Regions from separate parts of the Sus scrofa genome. Here region 1 is linked to region 2. Evidence: chromatin contacts called from public HiChIP or PLAC-seq data. All regions are on one chromosome and are shown on one strand. Each heading gives the region's core, a stretch centred on a gene start, on an enhancer-like site or on the middle of the called end of the contact. The rest is flanking DNA. Distances are from core to core; before and after follow the strand shown. Region 1 holds the start of UMPS (uridine 5'-monophosphate synthase). Region 2 holds the start of ITGB5 (integrin subunit beta 5).

Region 1 (4,547 bases), core at 88-2,587, 180 kb before region 2:
GGCCAGCGGCTGTAGCTCCAACTGGACCACCTAGCCTGGGAACTTCCATATGCCAAAGGTGTGGCCCAGAACAATGTAAGTAACAATCATGAGCTCATTGTTTTAAGGGTTATTGTCATTAAAGTATTGCCTTCTATACATAATGGGAATCACCCCTACTTTAAGGAATTTATGTGTAAATACCAAATACACTTAGGTTTTCAGATTGGCTGGCATAATTATCCTCCTAGATAACCCTGATACCAATCAATTCATCTTCCTCTACTGTCCTCCCTTTCTTCCTCATCTGCTATGCAATTTATGTTCCAAGCACTTGAGCTTCTCTAATGGGAATAAACTCCAGGAGTTCCCATTGAGGCACAGCAGAAACGAATTCGACTTGTATCCATGAGAATACGGGTTCAGTCCCTGGCGTTGCTCAGTGGGTCGGGTATCTGGTGTTGCCCTGAGCTGTGCTGTAGGTCGCAGTCTCCGCTCTGATGCTGGGATGCTGTGGTTGTGGCATAGGCTGGCAGCTACAGCTTGGGTTCAGCACCTAGCCTGGGAACTTCCATATGCAGCAGCTGCGGCCCTAAAAAAAATCAAAGAGGAGTTCTCAATGTGGCTCTGTGGTTAACCAATCCAACTAGGAACCATGAGGTAGCTTGTTAGATCCCTGGCTTTGCTCAGTGGGCTAAAGATCCTGCGTGGCCGTGAGCTGTGGTGTAGGTCGCAGTAGGGCTCAGATCCCCGTGTTGCTGTGGTCCAGCTCCGATTAAATCCCTAGCCTGGGAACCTCCATATGCCAGTGGGTGCAGCCCTAGAAAAAGACAAGAAAATAAAAAATAAATAAAAAATTTTAAAAAGCAAACAACAAAACAACCAAGTCCAAACGCAGAAGAGGTTTATTACAATTACCTGTTAAGCGTTTTATAACCCACGTGCAAATTGTTATGACATTAACATTTGCCAAATGCCAAATGCCATGAAGTTAATAAAAGAATTGAGCAAAAGTCCTCCTCTTCCAAAACTTACACTATATTTGGAGAAAGAGGAAGGGAGAGGGCAGTTTACCAGGCAAATAGAGACATGCTCGCCCAAGAAGCAATTTTAAGAGGACACTGAGGCATAAAAAGTAGGCAGGATTTATACAAACTCTCTTGAGAGTCTTGATTTTAAGATCCTGGAGCCACTCTTAACTCTTCGAGGCTTGAAAGCCTAGCCATCTCACCCACAGGAAGCGTCAAGGTAAATTTCGCTACCGTTACTTGGAACCTGCCCTTAAACCCTCGACTCCGACTTCCTGGGAACCCTGAACAGCCCGCCGAGAGCCCGCCCAGCCTCCGGAAAGGGCGGCGGAAGAGGCGGGTCTTATCAGGTGATGTCATCAGGCGCCGCAGGCAAGCCGCGGTTTCGAGTTTGGTGTGAGCTAGGAGCGCGGGACCATGGCCGCAGCCGATGTAGCTTTGGCGTCATTGGTGACTGGTCTGTACGACGTGCAGGCTTTCAAATTTGGGAGCTTCGTGCTGAAGAGTGGGCTCTCTTCCCCCGTGTACATCGATCTGCGGGGCATCGTGTCTCGACCGCGTCTTCTGAGTCAGGTGCCAGCCCGGGAAAGGGAAGAGGAGGGCTGGGTGGCAGGGATGGGGACCAGGAGGAGGTGGGGGTGACAGGAGTTGGGCTGTGAGTGAGAGCTAAAGAGCCAGGCAGGCGGGCAGACCCTGTTATCGGCCAAGATGAGTCGGTTTTCAAAGCCTAGAGACCACGAACTGTTGACCTAGAGGGCAGACTCTGCTCTTTGAGTCATCCGCTTTGACACGTGTTTTTCAAGAGTCCGGAAACCCAGTTTGGGGCCTTGTCTCCGACAGAAGTAGTTGCAGGAGCTCCGCGTATTTAACCTCGGGAAAATGAGACGCAGGGAGAAGAAAGGAAAAGGTGGTTGGAGTGCTCCAATACTTGGAAGGGCTCTTGCTTGGAAAAGGGATTCGCTTTTACACTGTGTGGCCAGGAGCAAGAATTAAAACCAGAGGGTGGACATTTCATGGAGACAGTGTTTTGGTATATAAAAGGAAAAATTTTGTGCAATTAGGATTTTAGCACAGTGTTTCTCAAACTCTGAGTGCATATGAATCACCTGGAACTTTGTTAAAATGCATGATCTAATTGAGTAGACCTGAGGCAGGACCTGAGTTTATGCATTTCTAACATGCTACCAGCCGGGAGCTGCAGACCACTCTGTAAATAGAAGGGTCTAAATATGTAGTCTGATAGAGTTGCTACTAGCCGCATGTGAACATTGAGCATTACGGATGTTTAAATTTAGTCCCATATGCCTAGTGGCTGCCTTATTGGGCAATGCAGATATAGAATGTTTCCATTATTACAGAAGTTCTATCTAGAAAACATGTCTTCTCCACCACTAAGGATTTATGTTCACTGGTCCTGAACGTTACTGAAACTCAGCCTCTGACCAAGGATACTGAATAGAAACGTGGAGACAGAGTTTGGGGCTAAGGAGAAATGAGTAGCTTTTATTGCTTTGCCAGGCAAAGGTGGCCACAGCAGGCTAATGCTCTAATGACTGTGCCCTCCTTTGGGAGAGAATAGGAAGTGTTTTTATAGTTTCAGAGTGGAAAAGAGAGCCATAGATAAGGATCAGAAGAGTTGCAAGTTTGCATTCTTCAAAGCTGGTATTTGGTGGCCCCCAGACTGGTTCTGGTAGTCCTTAAGGCTATCACACCTTTCTGGAATGAAGACTGCTTCATCAAGTAGTTAACATCTTCCTTTTGTTGCGGGTTTTAGTTCTGCAGAACAGTTTTGGCTTCCCTGAGTAGCAACTGTTTGAACCTGGCCTTTGGAACTCAGGGAAAGTCATAGAGGCTAAATGAGATCTATTTACTAAAAAACAAGAAATAGGGGATGTAGAAAAGCTTTTGTGTTCAGGAGCCCCATAGGGTCCTGCTTGGTTTCAGCTCCACTTTGTTGTGAGGTTATTATGAAAAGGACTAAGCGCTAGTTGTAGGGGGTTATTCTCACCATCCAGAATCTTGCTATGGTGCATCTCATCAGGGCTGAGAAAGCAAATGACTAAGGATGTCTATTGAAAAATTGGTTTATTTTTGAAGAAGTCATCAGTTGACAGATGATTCAAAATTATGATTTTGTTGTTTTTAGGGTCGCAGGTGCAGCATGTGGAAGTTCCCAGACTAGGGGTCGAATCAGAGCTACAGCTGACGGCCTACACCACAGCCACTGCAACACAAGATCTGAGCCATGTCTGGGACCTACATCGCAGCTTATGGCAACGCCGGATCCTTAACCCACTGAGCAAGGCCAGGGATCCAACCCACATCCTCATGGATCCTGGTCGGGTTCGTTACCGCTAAGCCACAGTGGGAACTCAAAATTATTTTTTTGATAACTGGTTCTTTGGGATGTGTGTGTGTGATTTTGGGTAGTTAACTCAGAAGGAGTTCAAAACATTGAGAGACCTGGCTATGAGAGAACTCCTTGATAAGAGGCCAGATAAAAATTCAGGCTAGGCTTTATTGGGGCCCCTACTGCAGCAGGGTGAATCAGCAGGATGTATCAGTAACAAACAATGGTTCCTTTGTTGCTCACTCCTTGGGGCTGGAGTGGTGGGGGGTCAGGGGGTTACTAGCTGTTTCCTTATATGGAACCGGGGTGGGAGTGGGTGGAGGGCAGGGCCAGAGGGGTAGCTTAGGTGGTCTGCCCACCCTCGGTGGTGGTGTGTGCAGGAGACATGCATAGTACCCTGCTTTTGCTCTCATCTCTTCAGAAGTCACAGTTGGGGGTTTTAGGATTTTTTTGTTTCTTGTTGCCCATAATTTGCCCTGAGTGTGCATGAATGTAGTTATTTTTAGTCCCTTATAGTTTCTTTGTATTTTATTGCTCAAGATGTTTGCCCAGGTGTAAGCATTGCAACCACTGCATTAAGGGTCCCAGGTCCCCAGCCTGTCTCATTCTCCACTGAGAGATTCCACTCTTTTATTTATTTACTTTTGTCCTTTTAGGGCCTCACTGGTGGCATATGGAGGTTTCCAGGCTAGGGGTTGCATCAGAGCTGCAGCTGCCAGCCTACACCACAGCCACACCAGATCTGAACTGTATCTGTGAATTATGCCACAGCTTGTGACAATGCTGGATCTTTAACCCACTGAGTGAGGCATGGATTGAACCCGTATCCTCATGGACACTATGTCCAGGTCCTAACCCACTGAGCCACAATGGAAACTTCTGCACTCTTATTCTTAAGGGGAAAGGGGCCGAAATTCTCTTCTTGAGACATCATGAGCTTTACATCACACTGCTGGAGCCTAGAAGATGTACACTTAACCAAAAGTTTAAATACAGAAGGACCAAAAAGGAGAATAAAAAATAGCCTTTAAAGGGCCTAGAAAGCAAAGGCGTCAGGTTAACTGTAGGGGGGCTTCCTTATCTGTGGACCAGACAAGAGAGATGACATTGTCCCTGTCAAAATCGTGAAGCCATTCTGCTTGGGTGTATATTTTTGGTAATCTCAGGGTTAAAGTTTAACATGTTTCTTT
Region 2 (4,823 bases), core at 702-3,201:
GACAAAGGGCTCTGGACCAAAAAGCTATGAGGCTGATGGACAAGGGCAGTGGGCAAATCACTTCGCCCTCTTGGGCCTGCTGGAAAAATGAAGATCATGAAGAAGATGTATTTGAACTTTGAAAAACAGAAATCACAATGCAAATGGAAAATAATGTATTGAAAGAATTCCTTGCAACTGGAAGTGTTTAAGTTTTTATTAGAATCACAGAACGTCAAGCTGTAAGGGAATAAAGAAGGCATCTCCTTCAGCAATTGCCAAACTTCTGGATTTCACAGGTCATTAAGATTTAAAAACAACAGCAACGAAGAAGAGGAGGTAAAATGTTTATAGGACTGCCAGGTTTTTTAATTCTTGCCCAAATGGAAAACTACCCTTCATTAACAGTACATATTACTAAAAGAGGTTTTCTCACCAAAAATATAAAAAGAAATAATTTGAAATTAAAGGCCAGTCCATGTGAAGCAGGGGACTGTTGGCAACGATATACTACTCCTGTATGTGACTCAGGCTACATCCTCCTCTTTGCATTTCCCTGGGAACCCACAAAAACATCAGTGATCTGGCACTGGCTGCCAGATGGTGTTTGCAAACCACTGATCTACTTCAAGCTCTGGCGTGATAAAAGAAACCTGCTACAGTAATAAGTTTGAGTTGGGGGTCAGAAGAAAGTTTTAGTTTGCCCAGACCCTTCCTGCCTCCCAAAGAGAAACCTCCACTGCCTTTACATAAATGAGACACCATAGGGAAGAGCCCTCCCCTTCCCTCGAGCGTCAGACACCTGGTTCACAAGACCAACGTATAGTATCTCGAATTCGCAAGTAAACAAAGCATCTCAACACCATTATCTCCTACAGGAAACGAGAAAATTTGGAGCTTCCTGCTTTTGGAGGGGACGGAGTGCAGGTAGCTCATCTGCCTGGCAGCCCCAGCGCCCAGCAGAGCATCCTCCCTCTGGGGCCTCCCAACAACCCGCCACATCCAGCCCTCTCCCAACTTCGAAAACTTAAAGCAGGTTAACTGAGGGCTCCTCACCCAGCCGCCAGCCCAGGGCAGTGCCCTGCGAGGGCAACTGCACACCCGCTGCCCTCTGCTCCAGAATCCTTCAAAATCAGGGAATGTGCTGCCCGGAGTGTTCATAAACCGCAGGGTACAGCCAGGCAGAAGTTGTCAGATCTGGATGTTCCAGGTGGGGATGTGGTTTGGGGCCCAGGTCTCCCCCTCGGGTGTGCAACGGCTTGGGGGAAGGGGGGGTATATCTTCACAGGAAGGCGGCCGGCCTAGGAGCGGTGAAACTCTAGAATCCGCTAAGGGGCACCGGCACCTCCAGGAGACGAACCCTCAGGAGAAGCCGTGGCCCCACGCTTTGGCTTCAGAGAAGACTCCAAGTCACGCGCCTCCAGGTGCCCTTCGATTCTCCAGGGACCAGGGCACCGGGGCATCACTTGGCGCCTCCCTGCACCCGGGCCGCCCCGAGCCGGCCACAAGGGCCGCTTTGTGCCAGGGAGTGCAGAGCCCGGATCCCGACGCGGGGCGGCAGGCGGCGGCCCTCCCCGCGCACTGGGCGCGGGCGCACGCAGGCTGGGTCAGCAGACGGGCAGGGCTGTTTACACAGGAAGGCTCCTCCTTGCCCGGGAGGGGGCTGGAGGCCGAACGACTGCCCTCAGGGGCTGCGGCGGACCCCGCGCGCGGTGGCTCACGCAGTTCGGGAGCCGTCCACCCGGCCGTCCCCGGCGGCTAGCCACCAAGGAGTGCCCTGGGGACGCCTCTACTTTCAGACAACAGCCCCGGCCTCGGAACCTCCGAGACGCCCGCGGGCGGCTGGCTGCGCCACAAAGTTTCCTTCGGCACGGCGGGCGGCGCGGCTTACCTGGGAGCCGGGGCACGAGCGCGCAGAGCCCGAAGAGGCAGGCGTACAGGGGCGCGGGGGAACGCGGCATGGTGGGGCTCCCGGCTCAGCGGCGGCGTGCGGCGGGGGCCGGGGCGCGGGGGCGGAGGGCCGGGGGCCGCGGCCGAGTGGGAGGCGGGGGCAGCTGAGCTGGCCCGCGCCCTGCCGCCACCATCCCTCCCGCAGCGCTCTCGCCGCCCAGTCCCAGAGCCGCCGCTGCGCCGGCTCGCCGGCCGGGACGCCCGGGGTGTCGCCGCTCGGGACGGCCCCGGAGGGCGGCTCTGGGCAGGCGGATCGGCAGGCTCTGCGCTACGGCGGCGACTCTGGCTCCGGGACGCGCCCCGCGCTGAAGCTCCCCTGCGCGCCGGCACACTCTGCCCGTCGCCTCCGCCCCTTCCCTTCCTCCCTCAGGCCCGCTGGGGTCCACTTTCCTCCTCTCCTTTCTCCTCCCCTTCTCTCCCCTTCCCGGCCCCCGCCCGACTGCCACTCGGTCAGTTTACGGCGAGGCGGGGCTGCGCGAGCTCCGCCCCGCGCGGGGACCGGCCCGAGATTGGAGGCCGAGGGCGTCCAGGTGGGAGCTGCTTCCAGCGCACCTGGGGGCGGGGGCGGGGGCCGAAATCGCGAGGTGGGTTTCGGCGGAGCTTTGGTAGCAACTGGAGGCTACGGGAAGGGGGCGGAGCCGGCTCCGCAGGCTGGCGGAGGTTGCTTGGAGTTGGTGAACTTCAGCAGGGAGAGCGGGTCTGGGGAAATCGTCCTAAGGCGGTGTCGCCCTCCCAGAGCCGGGCTTGTCACGGCGAGGCGACGCCTTCGGTGGGGAAGAGAAGGCGCATGGGGCGTGGAGGCACTCATACAACACACTTTCCCCTCATTAAAGTTTTGCCCCGTTCTCGGATTGGAGACGGGCCAATATGTCGCTAGTTTGTGTTTCCCTTATCTCGATTCACCGGAGGTTTCCTTGAAGCCAAACTGCTGTTAAATTAAAAAACCAGATGCTTTGGCTTTTACCTTATCCTTACAGCTGAGCTGTAAAGTGAGGGGTGGGAGTGGGGAGCTTATCTATCTCCACCCCCCACCCCCAACAACACCTGCAAAGTACTAGGTGGGCTTAGGTTGGGCCATGACGAATGGATTGAGACTGGAATGATTTATAGGCAAAAGGAGAAGAGGCCGCCTGCGTATAGAAGGAAATAATGGGATGCCTAACACGTGCAGAGAGCACTGTGCTAGCCAGGCACTGAAATGTAAATACCGTGTTAACTCCTGCAATCCTCCCCACAACCCTGCTGTTATCCAGATGAGAAAACTGAGACACATAGGGGTTAATTGCCAGAAGAAGTACATTTTCCAAAAGTTCAAAATGCCTTGACTGAAAACAGAAGAAGGAACAAAGGAATCTGACCTTTACAGGTCAGGCACCAGTTGGATAGACGGCTCCCAGGGGACAGGCAGGGGAAAGTTCTAACTGCCCAGATTAGGGAATTTGGGGTTTAATTGTGCTCTCCCACCCCAAACTTTCCCAAGATGGTGCCCTGATGCCAGAGAAAGTAAACTTATTCCTGTGGCATAGAGTGCACAGAGGCCAAGCTCCAAATTCCACTTGAAGGCCAGTATTTCATCCTTAAACTGCATGCAGATATCATCATACTCTAAATATCTCCCATGTTTATCCTGATGTAAGAGTCATGTTTGTCCCCATTTTCCAGTAAGTGTGGTGCTGCAGAGGCTCCCCCTAGTTTATCTTGGGTCTTTCTGCCTCAGCAGGGTGGCCTGGGGGCTACTCTTTTTTTGAGAGGCAATGATTATAAATAATGGGCAGCCAGTGAAAGAGTTTGAACTGAGGAGGTGTCAGTGCCAAGTGGTGATTTTAAAAGATTTGTCCAGTGAGGATGTGATGGATCAATTAGATGGACAGAATGTTAAGTTGCAGAAAGTGAGTAAATACTGCATTGATCAATACTATAAAAACTTGCATTTATAAAGCATCCTCTAAGTTAAGGCCCTGTGGTATCTGATCTGTGTACCATCCTCCCCACCCCAACATGGTGCTTCACTGTTCAGACTTCACACACACACCCCTGTTTCCCGGGACTGCACCTGGAAAGTGCTGCAGCCAAATCATCCTCCTGTCCCATCAGGTGATTCCCAACCTGCCCAGACCTGCCATAAACCGCTGAATCCCAAGTGATGACATCATTCTTCCACAATCCATTATCTCAGAACTGGTTTAGAGATAGATGCCTCTTCTAATTCCTTCCAAGCTTTCGTTTTCTGGTTTGTGGCTATTTCTTGTCCAGTCACCCTTCATCCTTTTAAGCTGGAGAGTGGAAATGTCCTCCAAATGCTTTGGCTTCCTCTGATCAGCAAAGTCAGCGTGCCTGAGAGCCCCCCTCAGAAGGGAGACAAGGCTATACTTCCCACAGCCACTGGTACCGTTTTCTTTGTGGCTGCCTCCAGAACTTCCCAGTTCTGATCATTGGCTGAGCTTCTGGACCCAAAGGAGGCTGCTGGGTGTATTGAGTTTGAGTTCCAAGGTTTGAACACAGCTAACCCAGAGGAATTTTGTGTTTCTTATTAGTTTTAAAATAAGATTAGTTCCTCCAAAAGTTAAATATAGCATTACTATAGGATTCAGCAAAGCCAGCTCCCTACTCCCAAAAGAACTGAAAGCAAGGCCTCAAACAGATAGTTACACAACAATGTTCTTAGCTGCATTATTCACAATCCCAGAAAGGTGTAAACAACTCAAACATCCGTCAACAGATGAGTGGATAAATTAAATGTAATAGCTATGTACCACGGAATATTATTAAGCCTGAAAAAGGAATGAAATATTGACACATATTACAACACAGATGAACCTTGAAAACATTATGCTAAGTGAAATAAGCAAGACACAAAAGGATAAACACCAAAGGTGCCATTCACATAGTGGATG

What was found. HiChIP or PLAC-seq counts read pairs in DNA pulled down with a chosen protein or histone mark.
Region 1: a contact with region 2 is called in an H3K27ac HiChIP or PLAC-seq map of alveolar macrophages. The contact joins the promoter of UMPS here to the promoter of ITGB5 in region 2. A contact is called at or near these places in 1 of 5 promoter capture datasets (liver) and 1 of 2 datasets of contacts at active chromatin or transcription factors (alveolar macrophages).

Annotation. Positions count from the first base shown.
Region 1 is chr13:135,647,446-135,651,992 of Sscrofa11.1, reverse strand. It overlaps UMPS (uridine 5'-monophosphate synthase), which reads left to right and starts at 1,337. Exons shown (of 6, transcript XM_021071253.1): 1 at 1,337-1,580. The coding sequence starts at 1,425.
Region 2 is chr13:135,465,239-135,470,061 of Sscrofa11.1, reverse strand. It overlaps ITGB5 (integrin subunit beta 5), which reads right to left and starts at 1,951. Exons shown (of 15, transcript NM_001246669.1): 1 at 1,871-1,951. The coding sequence starts at 1,940.